Linked DNA regions of Astyanax mexicanus: region 1 is linked to region 2. Evidence: chromatin contacts called from public Hi-C data. All regions are on one chromosome and are shown on one strand. Each heading gives the region's core, a stretch centred on a gene start, on an enhancer-like site or on the middle of the called end of the contact. The rest is flanking DNA. Distances are from core to core; before and after follow the strand shown. Region 1 holds the start of ikzf4 (IKAROS family zinc finger 4). Region 2 overlaps lmbr1l (limb development membrane protein 1-like).

What was found. Hi-C and Micro-C count contacts between places; a contact is called where the count stands out from the background.
Region 1: a Hi-C map of muscle shows a contact between it and region 2, with 11 times the contacts expected there. The contact joins the promoter of ikzf4 here to the enhancer-like site in region 2. A contact is called at or near these places in 2 of 3 Hi-C or Micro-C datasets (both in muscle).

What each region holds. Positions count from the first base shown.
Region 1 is chr13:42,650,392-42,656,689 of AstMex3_surface, forward strand. ikzf4 (IKAROS family zinc finger 4) reads left to right here and starts at 1,272. Exons shown (of 8, transcript XM_022676887.2): 1 at 1,272-1,518; 2 at 4,551-4,605; 3 at 4,705-4,809; 4 at 5,014-5,319; 5 at 5,392-5,586. The coding sequence starts at 4,566.
Region 2 is chr13:42,614,740-42,621,374 of AstMex3_surface, forward strand. lmbr1l (limb development membrane protein 1-like) reads right to left here. Exons shown (of 17, transcript XM_007246751.4): 3 at 3,673-3,706; 4 at 3,260-3,399; 5 at 1,793-1,896; 6 at 1,563-1,686; 7 at 153-221. Among protein-coding and RNA genes, the nearest start is that of lmbr1l, 21 kb to the right of the region's middle. Within about 2 kb of position 1,647, the one cell type or tissue checked has an H3K27ac peak away from gene starts, as active enhancers do.

The DNA of each region.
Region 1 (6,298 bases), core at 22-2,521, 35 kb after region 2:
ACAGCTGCATGCTTGAAGGTCTGCTGCCACCCAGGGGCTACAAACAGTACCTGCTTTAAAAAAGTGTACAAAGATACAAAAAGATACAAAATTCTGCCCTTCAGAATGTTCCAGCATATGATTTTGAATTGGACTGCATGAATTAGACTGGATGAAGATACTGGCTGGATGATCTCGAAGAGCAGCAGGTGTCTTCAAACTTTTGACCACCTTGATCCCACCCTTTACATACCACCCCATTCCATTTTGGGATTGTTTAAGTAGGTTACTGTTTTTGCCAATAAATGCTACCAAATCCTCACAGCAATGTTCCAGCATCTAATCTTAAATTGGACTGGACAGATCTGAAAGAACAACAGACGTGTATAAATATTTGGCCACCTTGATCCCAATTTTTACATCAATCCCATCCCGTTTTAGGCATTATTACATTGCCTCTGAATGCTACCAAATCCCCTCATAGCAATGTTTCAGCATATGCTGTTGGATTGGACTGGATGGATTTTACAGGATGAAATAGGTGTCTACAAACTTTTGACCATCTTCTAAATGCTACCAAATCCTCACAGCAACGTTCCAGCATCTAATCTTAGATTGGACTGGACAGATCTCAAAGAGCAGCATGTGTTTAAAATCTGTTGGCCATCTTGACTCAGCCTTCCCATCACATTCAATCTTTAAGATTATTTAGGTACTGTTCTTGCCACTGAATGCTACCAAACCCTCACAACAGTGTTCCAGTATCTAATCTTAGATTGGACTGGATGGATCTTAAAGAGCAAAAGGTGTCTTTAAACTTTTGTCCATCTTGATCCCACCCTTTATATACCACCTCATCCCATTTTTGGATGATTTAAGTTACTGTGTTTGCCATGGTATGTTACCAAATTCTCACAGCAATGTTCCAGAATATTGTCTTAGATTGGACTGATCTCAACAAAGAGCAGCAAGTGTCCACAAACCTTTGTCCACCTTGTTCCCACTCTTTACATCCATTCCCATCTCATCTCATGCTACTTATATAGTTTGTATTAATTGCTACCAACTTCTTACAGCAATGTATCAGTATCTAATGTTTGATTAGACTAAGCTAACTATACTGGATGGATCTCAAAGATCAGCCAGCATGTGTCTACAAACTTTTGATCCCACCTGTTACATCCCACCTCGCCCCATCACATTTTAAGGATTATTTAAGGACTTTTCTTGCCACTGAATGCTACCAAATCCTCACAGCAAAGTTCCAGTATCTAATATTAAATTAGACTGGATGAATCTAAAAGAGCAGCACGTGTCTACAAACTTCTGTCCATTTTGATCCCACCCTCCCCTCCAGTTCAGTCCGCGCTCGATGCTCTCGGTTCTCGGGCTGATCGAGGGCTCCGCGGGTGGGTTACTCGGGCCTGCTGGATCCCGGAACTTGTTCGGGATTTTCAGGTAAAGGATCCCGGAGATGCGCGAGAAAACAGACCGCGCTCGAGCCACATAAACAACACGGCGGAGAGGGTCGCTCGCCAGGTGGGGAGAACAGCCGGTCCGGCGGTGTGCGGTGCCCGGGTTGCCGGTGTGTGGCAGCGCGTCGCGCGGGCGGAGAGCCGCGCTCGGTCCGGCCGAGTTTTACAGAGGCGGCTAACGCTAGCCAGCTAGCCGCGCGGCATCTGCCGAGTATCGGGTGCCATAGCAACGCCGACGGGCTCTCGGGCAACATTACCGCGGTTTAGTTCAGCACGGCCCAAACACGGAGCGGCTCGGGCCCGGCGGACCGGCCGAGCCGATACCGAGGGTCAGGCGGGCGGTGAGCACTGTTTGTGGGTCAGTTCGGCCGTGTTTACACGCCTTATTCCCCCAGCTGTCGCCTGCCGTTAGCTCGTTAGCCGCTGCCGCTAGCTGGCTCGCCTCAGCCGCGCAGGGGGAGACGGACAGCCGGGCGCTGAGAGCAGCGGAGCCTGGAGACTGACAGCACTGACAGCCCCGTCTGTACTGTTTATCCACCCGCAGCGGGCTTTAATCCACTTAAACACGCCTAAAACACGATATTCGGGCAAAGTTACTGACCGGGCTGCCTGTTGCTTGAAGTCGTTTTAAGTGTAGCTGGAATATTTAACAGGGCTGAGTCCGTCTCTGTCTGAAGCTCCAGAGTTAACTTTTCTGTTTTAAGACAAACAAATGCAACCTGACAACCAGTTTTAGCTTAAAATAACACCAGATATTTAAGTCCTAACTCAGCTTTAACTGGTAAAATCTCAAATTAAAGCTTTTTACATAATTTCAGATCAGCTGTGAAATGTTTACTAGGAATTAGTTACAGCTCTAGCTAGTACTCTATGTAAAGCCATACTGAATTGCCGTATACATACAGCTCTGGAAAAAAATGAGAGCACTTCAGTTTCTGAATCAGTTTCACTTATTTTGCTATTTATAGGTATATATTTGAATAAAATGAGCATTGTTGTTTTGTTTTATAAACTATGAACATTAATCCCAAATACCAAATAAAAATATTGTTATTTAGATCATTTAATCACAAAAAATGAGATATTGCTGAAATAACAAAAAGATGCAGAGCTTTCAGACCTCAAATAATGCAAAGAAAACAAGTTCATATTCATAAAGTTTTAAGAGTTCAGAAATCAATATTTGGTGCAATAACCCTGGTTTTTAATCACAGTTTTTAATCATGGTTTTTAACCACTCCTGTTGCAAGAATTCAAGCAGTTTAACTTGGTTGGTTTGGTGGCTTGTGATCATCCATCTCCCTCTGGATTATATTCCAAAGGTTTTCAATTTGGTAAAATATTTAGGTATAATAAATATTTTTTCAGAGCTGTATGTCTTTACTGTAGTTTAAACATAGCACAAAAAGTAAGAAAAGTGAGGAAATTTGTGTTTGAATTATTTGGTATTTCTTTGTAGCAACAATGCTTCTTAATTTCCCTTTTAAACTGTTTTGTGAGATGAGCAGTGGAGCTGAGTATATGGGCTGCGCCCATGAAAAATGAGCCAAATTGTCTCTCTTTTTGCCCAGCAAGGGTGGTGGCTTTTATACTGTTCATATCAATATCAGAATTATATTGCATCAACCTAAATTAAGAAATATATTGTGATAAATTTGCCATATCATCCGTAATACTGAATATCTGCAGTGACCGAGTATTCCCACAACGGTGCGCCCTTATTGTAAATGTAAATAATATTATTATTACTAGGTTAAACTCATCTTATATGTATCTGAAATTATATTTACGATCTAAACGTGCACATACTCCAAAAGCACACTTCAACTAATAAAAATCTTTACTACTGATATCTTAAATTTACATATGTAGCTACTTGTATGTGTGGACCTGGACTTATTGTGTTTCATATAACTAAATGGTAACAAATGACTAGTCAAAATTATATTAAGGAATGAGAGTTTCTGTTATTTCTGTGAATTGTAATTTTAATTAAGTTAGGACTATATCATTGCTGTCACACAAAAAACTTGCATCTCAAATATAGCAATTTATTAGGACAACACCTTCTTTCAGTGGCAATCCATTTAAAAAGTAACTTTAAAGCATTTCTATTGATCCATTCATCATATAATTTGGACGCATTATAAAGAACAACTTATGTTTATATATAACATGTTAGAATGTCAAAATACATCATGTAAATACAAATTGCACACTGTTGATTATTATTAGTATTAATGCCCTGAATGCTATTAATTAAGGTCACTTAAGGTTGCTCTTGAAATGTGTTGAACCAATGTAACCTATGTACACTATTTGATTTGGCGAATTTGAGCAGGCTATAATTTCTTGTGTGATCTGGTGGTAAAAATAATACAAAGTGGTATGCAAAAGTTTAGGCAGCCCTGGTCAATGTGAACAAGTCAGTAACAAACCTAAATATAAAGAGGCTCTGCTCTTCAATTGGAGTATGTGATTTATTTTACTATTAATGTTCAAATTTAAGTAAAACAACACTAAAATACTGAAACCAATAATACAAGCATAATGTGCCATTATTTTTGCACATATCATATTTGAGTTATTTAGTTTGCGCTGGTTTAAATTAAGACAATACACAGTTCTAATGCTTTAATATGTTTTATGTATTGAATAACTACTTTAAGTTGACCAGGTGTCATTGTTTTTAATATAATGCCACATCTGCAGTTCTTTGCATGTGATAATAACTGTCATTCCTCCTTGATATTTTCCCCCCTGCACTCTGATAGGTTAGATGTAAAGGGGAGGGCATCTTCTTGACTTATACGCTGCTTTTTTTTTTTTTTAACCAAAGCATTGTTGAAGACAGAGACTTGGAACCGGTACAAACGCTAGAAGATATTAACTTGTGGTATTGTTCTTGATGCCATATTAATTGATATAAAACATTTTGATCTTTTGCGAGAGTATGGGAGCAATGCTGCAAAAAACAGAAGTGCTGAGTTAGAAGGAGCAGATTATAAGTCTGTTTATAAGTGTGCCTTGCAGCATTTCATTAAATTTTCTCTCACAGTTTTCTCTTTTCTGTTTTTTTGTTGCTGTTGTCTTAAGGCATCTGGTCTGAGAATGAATGCTGACGATTGCAATGGCCGTTCTTACATGTCAGGTATTGGGAGGTCTTATTGATTTTATCTAACACAATTACTTACCTTTGAACCTCTGTAGGAGCTTAATCGTGTCTGTATGTGCGTGTGTGTGTTTGCAGGCAATGGAGATTCTTCGACAGAGCGGGAGTTTTTTGCAGGGCTAAGGGGACCTAGTGTGAGCACTCCTAACAGTCAGCACTCTTCGCCCAGTCGCTCCCTCAGTGGTCAGTACCTTATCTGTACATTTTTTCTCTTAATCTTTGAAAAAGACAAAAAAAAAAACTGCATGTGAAACTTAGCATTTGGCCGGTGTTGAATTCTCTAATTCTGTTACTATTGCTGTATTCTGCTTTCTTCTGCTGTTTTCTGTTTCCTGCTCATAAACCCATTCATAAGTGTCCACTCTGCTCGTTTTCCCATCTGTCTAGCTAATTCCATCAAGGTAGAGCTCTACAGTGATGAAGAAGCAGGTGCTGCTACGCTTGCAGAGAGAAGAGGAGGAGAGAGGGATGAAGGATGGAAAGATGATAAAGGGGACATCCCAGAGGAGGGGGTTGTGGAGGTGGGTGGAGGGGTTCGAGGCCAAGGAGGAACCGGCTGTGGCGAGATGGGCAGCCCCGGACCTGCTTCGCCCGGACCCATACGGCTACCCAATGGAAAACTGAAGTGTGACATATGTGGAATGATCTGCATCGGTCCTAATGTTCTGATGGTACACAAACGCAGCCATACGGGTGAGTCTCATGTGGTTCTTTGAATGATTTGTTCATTTTACAGTTCAAGATGTCTCAAATAATGATATATAGGTGCTTTTGCTGCAAAAAAATGGACAGGTGAGCGACCATTCCAGTGCAACCAGTGTGGAGCGTCCTTCACACAGAAGGGCAACCTGCTGCGTCACATTAAGCTCCATTCTGGTGAAAAACCCTTCAAATGCCCATTCTGTAACTATGCCTGTCGTCGCAGAGACGCGCTCACTGGTCACCTCCGCACCCACTCTGGTAAGTCTACCAGAAAAAATATATGTACAAATAATAATAACAGAATAATATGTGGTTGTATAACTTGCGGTAATGGCATGTGTGTGGAAAGAAAATAAAATTATGGGTATCACTTTATTTTGATGGTATATTTGTAAATGCCTCGTAGATGCTTACCCAACATTAGGTTGTATGTAAATGTTTCTCTAAAGAAGTTAAACCTAAGCCTAACCTCAGACTTGAATTAATCCTTAAACCATACCTTAACCCAAACCATAATTTAAACCTTAAATCTAACCCTAAACCTAACCCTAAAATGTTGAGATTAGAGTTTTGGTTGAAGTAAGGTGTAGACATTAAACAGAGAATAATTTACTTTCACTGTAGGGTTTAGCTACATTTGACAAAATTGAAAACCTCTGGAATATAATTAAGAGGAAGATGGATGATCACAAGCCATCAAACCAAGCTGAACTGCGTAAATATTTGCACCAGGAGTGACATAAAGTTATCCAAAAGCATAGTGTAAGACTGCTGGAGGACAACATGCCAAAAACTGTGATTAAAAAACAGGGCTTTTCCACCAAATATTGATTTCTGAACTCTTAAAACTTTATGAATATGAACTTGTTTCCTTTGCATTATTTGAGCTCTGCATCAGTTTTTGTTAATTCAGCCATTTCTCATTTTCTTCAAATAAATGATCTAAATGACAATACTTTTATTTGGAATT
Region 2 (6,635 bases), core at 397-2,896:
CATTTAGCACAATTACATGAACTACTGAATTACTGAACTACGCCTAGCCTACAATTAACCACATTAACCACAACTTATAACCTGCTCCACATGTCAAAAAAAAAAAAACCATTAAAAGGTTTTCAGGTATAATCAGACAGACATGCACTTACGCAACAGCAGCAGCACTCCAAACAGAGAGATACAGGAGTAGAGGTAGGGCAGGTAGTACTCCCACAGGTCTGAAACACAGCAAAATAGACAGGAGAGTGAGCTCACGCCCTCTATACACACACTGGATACATGCTTTATTTAGCATCTGACACAACAACTCTGACAAAACTGTGACGTTAAGCCCAGTATCACCAAATTAGCAGCTTTACATGAGATAGAAAAACCTACTTAACTTTCAATGGAAGTCAATGAAAATATATTTTTGGGGCATTCCTATTGATCATCATGGAATTGTTATATAATGAGATTCAAGGTCTTTCATAATTTATTCAAATTAAACCAAAATGTAATGTTTCTTGATGTTTCTATTAATATTTTTGTAATAATACCACACAGAAATATGGTTCTTTAGAGTTTGCTTCGCAGCACTTTGACTTAAGGCCGCTGACTGTTGATTTAAGGCTGTTGAAGTAAGGCCGCTGACCGCTGACTTAATGCCGCTGTCCTTTGACTTAAGGCAGCTGACCTTAGGCCATTGTTCTTTGACTTAATGCCATTGTTCTTTGACTTAAGGCCACTGGCCGCTGTCTAAAGGCAGCTGTATTTTGACTTAATGCCACTGACCACTGTCTTAAGGCCACTGTCTTAAGCCCACTGACCGTTGAATTAAGGCCACTGTCTTAAGGCCACTGTCTTAAGGCCACTGTCTTAAGGCCACTGTCTTAAGGCCGCTGTGCTAAGGCCGTTGTATTTTGACTTAAAGCCACTGACCACTGTCCTAAAGCCACTGTCTGTTGACTTAAGGCCAATGTCTTAAGGCCAATGTCTTAAGGCCGCTTACCGCCGTCTTAAGGCTGCTATCTTGAGGCCACCTGCCCTTAGACTTCTGCTAAAGTGGCTCTTTGGTGACTTTCTTTCAGTTCTTTACAAAGTACTAGGAAACGAAATCAAGTCAGATGACTACCCTTTAAGGTTGGGCACTACATAATGTTTTGTATAATATATAATATATTGTAAATATCAATATATTAAATACTATTTACTACAATATATAAAAATGATCATAGTAGCACCTCTGTGTGATTTACTTCCTAAAAAAACTTTTCTTGGTCTATTAGAACGTTATCATTTTGTTTTTACATGTAGACACAGTATTAAATTAGGGTTCAGGGATATAAATGCAGAAGAGGATAGGGAGAAAAATACAGCAAGAAAACAAACCAAAGAATTTTAATGACTCATCCATTCAATGTTCTTCTTGTATAGCCTTGTGTTTTTTTGTGTGAATATGCAACAATATTTAAAAAATATTAAATTATTAATGAATGTACCAAGAAGTTCTTTAAAAAAATAAAATAATAATAAAATGAAGGGTGAACTGTGTCAGCCAGGTTTAGTTTCACACACACCGTAGAGACTCTCTCTGGCCGTGTTGTCGTGGAGGAGAGCTGAGGCCACCCACACAATGCCAAGCACCAGCAGACTGAGGAGAAGCAGCATCACTGCAGTCTCATAAACCCGAGACATGACTCCCTGCAGCAAAAGCACTCCAACAGATTAGTATATACAGTCATTTATACAGTAATATACAGACAGACAACTCCAGTCTTTTATTGAAAATATCAGAACAAATATTTACCCTTTTGGACCCTGTGAAGCCTTCTGCCTCAGTAAAGAAGTAGGCGAAAGGCATGAGGAAGACCAGGGACAGGTTGGAGAAGAGGAAGACTAAGTTCCATAGACCTAAATGAAGAAAGTAAATAAATTACATAAAATTAATTAAATCTTAATAATACATTACAATCAATAATAATGCATATCTTTATATTCATATTCACATATAAATAAATATATATATTTTTTTTAACTAAGGATTAGGCTATAGTGTTTTATCATGTACTAACATTTATAATCGAATAAACATCAGCTGTTTTCAGGAATATCAGTGTAGTTTCTGCAGTCACCACGAGAGGGTGGTAAAAGTTCAACACGCTCCCTGCTCTGGTCTGGAGATCTACAGAACAGGTGTTAAAGCTGTCTGTCTGTCTGTCATTCTGTCTGTCATTGTAGTTTCCGTTGCCTAAGTACATTATGTAAAGTGTATTACATAAAACATTTTTTGTCTAAATGATAGCACCTTTATTAACCTTGAAAACAGAGCTGGATTCGTCTTGTTTTTCTAACATCCAGCATGTGTCTCCTCTTAGCCAACGTTGGGTATCGCATATCACTTAACACATGCTGTCTGAATTCCTCACATAACACTCAACTACAGCTATATTACTGACACCTTGGCCAGGGCCTCCGAGTCCAGCGCTAATAATCATCAGTCAATCATCAGAAACAAGCCCAGCCTTTTACTACAGTGTAGTGCAGCAGTCTGACCAAATATGTATATCATGGTATTTTTCAAGATTCTCACAGATTTACATTTATTTTAATTCAATTTTTATTTTTAATATAGGTTTGTGACTTACTGTACTGTTAGGAGTACATATTATAAAAAACCCTAAGGCTTTAAACTTTGGCTTTGATTACTATTGGGTCTACTTTGTCCCACAAGACTACATAATATATTAAGATTTCAGAGTTAATTAGCCAAAAAAACAAAACAGACAAACAAACAAACAAAAAAAACAGTTAAAGAATGCAAACAATAGATCATACAATAAGGTACGCTAACAACTTTAACACAGCTTCCTTTACAAAACTAATTATTTTAAATAGTTCCATAAACACTATAATGGACCTGAATTACTAAATGTTAAAGTATTCAAATTATATTTCTCAACAGCTCTATTGCACAAGTAAGACACAAATTCAATATCAATTTACAATATGTTGTTCCTGAAGCAAAAGCAATACAGTAATAAAATCAGGCACAATTCCTATCTGTCTCCAGCTAACAAATAAATTCAGTGCACACGATTAATCTGATTAAATTTTTTTTTAATCGATTGACATAAATAGAGAAAACTGTACACAGCAAATGTAGAAATGCAGTATATTCCCATTTCCAGATGTATGCATTAATACAGTCAGAGAACGATGTTAGGTTTGGTGTGTGTGTGTGTGTGTGTGTGTGTGTGTGTGTGTGTATATATACCATGTATAAGTGAGCCGTTGAGCCACTGCATGTAGTAGCTCTGTGGGAATGTGAGCAAAACTTCGTTGGAGAGGATTGAGATGGGTAGAAGCAGCACTGCACACACTGCCACTGAGAGCGTAAACGTACACAGCCACAGCCTGCAGACAGACAGACAGAGATAAAGAGAGAAGAGAAAGAGAAGAGAGAAAGAGAGTGTTTAGTGTAAGATCTTTGCATTGACAGTCTAGCTGTAAAAGGTAGTGTTCAGTGCCACGGTGGAGGCTAAAGGTCAAACCAGGCTCAATACTAACACTCAGAACAAACTGATAAACAGGGTAAGCACACACTGCTCTATTTTTTTATGAATTACTACTTCCTGTAGATTTAAAACAAACTAATTTACACTCTAATTACAGCTTTTTACTACTTACACAATTTTGTTGACAGTGGCATCTTCTATATCATCTGGAGGAAGACAGAGAGAGAAAAACACACACAAGTTTATTTGCAAACAGACAAATACAAACACGACACAAGGTCAAACTGTCTTGACATGACAGTTTGTCATGTCAAGACAATATGTTACTATTTCAATAGTAACATTCATATGTTACTATTTCAAGCCTCACTAATCAACTCTTAGATTTGGCTATCGTGATTTAGTTCTATAGATATATAGTTCACATTTATAAATGTATATCAGTCTATATCTGCAATGTATTCAAAAACTGCATGCATGCAAAAAATGATGATGATTTTATGCGTATGGTTGTTGCTGTTTTGCTGTGTGCCAGTGTTGTGCATAAATTCAACCCCCTGCCAGAATCCGATTCCCCTTAAATGACATTCTTTTGTTCATTGTGAGAGAAGAAACTCAACAGTAATACGTATTTAAAACAGAAACAACAGGAATCATGAGCATAATCTGTTGTGCTCTACTGCTGCATGCGCTGCATGCACACCAAGGGGAGTCAGATTCAGTTTTTGGCACAACACTGGTGTCGGCTGATATCACCATACTGCATTTCTGAAAACATCACCAGACAATCCTCTATGATACTTTACAGGATCTGTGTTACTGAAGAGGATAAAATATTTCTAAATAAGTTAATACCAGGAATTATGGAATTATTGGTGTCAGTTTCACAGAATTTAACAACCAATATAATGTTATTCTCCGCAGGTTTACCTTATTTATTTGACTATGTGGAGTAATGAAGCACTTACTTTAGTAAGCCAAATTGTCTTAGGAAGTTTAGAGAGCATATGTTTCAATAAAAATATTAATGTTTGACACCACACATCTATAATGCATTACAAACCATAATGATGGAATGTATATTATTGATATTGACATTGATATTTTATCCCACCCCTATGAATACAGTCACTTTACTTGCATTGGGACACTTTATCACTTTCATGTTACTGATATCCATTCATTATTATCATGCTGCTATAGCAGTTTGCACTTGGACTTCATGTTGCTCATGTTGTGTGTGTACATATCTATCTTATTTTGTCTTTATATTTATCTATTTTAAAACGCTCTTTGAGTGTAAACTGAACATTGGAAATACAATTTCGTTCCACCTCATATACCACACCTGATGTGAAATGACAATAAAATCTCCTTGAATCCCTCAAAAGTAAAATAAACAATACTGTGCAGATATTATCTATATTTGGTATATACACTGCCTGGCCAAAAAAAAGTCTCCACCTGGATTTAACTAAGCTAATGATCTGGTGTATTTCTGCAGTAGGTTCAGCAACAGTATGTGCTGAAAGAATGAGGTCAGCTGACTACCTGAATATACAGAATATAGACCAGGTTATTCCATCAATTTTCTATGGGCATATTCCAAGATGACAAAGTCAGAATTCATAGGGCTGAAATTGTGAACGAGTGATTCAGGGAGCATGAGATCATCATTTTTACACATGGATTGAGAGAGAGTTCACCACAGAGTCCAGACCTTAACCTCATTGAGAATCTTTGGGATGTGCTGGATGGAGAAGTGCTGCTTTGTGCAGTGGTCAGACTCTACCATCATCAATGCTGCTGCAAGATCTTGGTGAAAAATTAATCCAGCAACACTGGATTCAAATATATCTGGTGACTTATTGAGCTTATTGAAACAATGCGAAAAATAAGAGTATGTGACCTTTTTTTTGGCCAGGAAAATTAGAACAGTATTAAAGTTGATTAATTGGTTTCACTTGCCTTTTGTCTCATTGCAAATCATACAATGTGAGTACTGCACATGCCCACATTGTGATGGCGATGCTAAAACGTTACATTGTGCAGCCCTAATTCTGAGGTCATGTGCGTGTGGGTTATGGCTGGCACAGCTAATCATGTGTGACACACAGTGACAAACGACTGCCTACTGTATCTATAGAAGCTTCTCTGGTATGGCATAAGATCATAAATCAGCGTCAGAATGACATATAGAAAGAGAAATAACTGGCTTCAAAATAATAACGCTGGAACAAACAGTTCTATTCTGAGAGCGAGCTGCATGCACAGTAAATTAAAAATGTCAACATGGCCCCTCCAGGAGGAAATCAGAAGTGCCTCCTTCGCACATGTTAAGAAAAACAGAACTTGCGCAACTCTGAGATGAGCCGCAAGGCAGAAACGCATGAGAACTCACGCAGTGAAAAAGAAAGGGCAAAGCAGGTTTTTGCACACTTCCTGCCAAAAGGCCAGTAAGAATCTTGAAACCCCTCCAGCCAATCCACCACAAGCCCAGAATCCATTTAAGTTTCCCAGTCCTTACAGCTGCTTCCAATAAGGACAGAATTCTGGAGGCGCTGACGCATGTTTGTGGCCAGCAGAGTGATTAATGCTTTAAACAGTTTTAAGCAGTCAAATTTACCATTCTACAGTGTGCGTCTTGTATAATGTAAAAAAAAACTTTCATAAAAACAAATAATATAATAAAACGTAAAGATTTTCATATAAACTTAACATTTTTCCAAAATACGGACACTCCCAAAGAGCCATATGAAAAATAAATTAATATTAGCCAAAAAAAGCTCTGCTTTGTAGTTCATGAAAGAGGAAGAAGAACACAGACAGCTTTTGTCTAGAATAGATTGAAAAAAAGCTGAGACCCACAGGGGTGTTGACTAAAAGCAGAAGAGAGGCCTCAGGCACTGCCAGGTAAAGGAGGCCGTGTTTATCTCCAGAACATTCCTCACGTCCTCCCCCTGTTGACAGGACCATTGCGTAACACGATTCCCCGCAGTCAGGGGGACTGATCCCGCGTGTCACTCTAGTGCCCAGTTCAACAGCCAGACGCTTGCACACAGACAGAGCTCTCTGAGGTACAGACGGCCGGGGGAAACAGGTGTGCAAAACAAGGTGCAAATGAAGTGTGTGCTA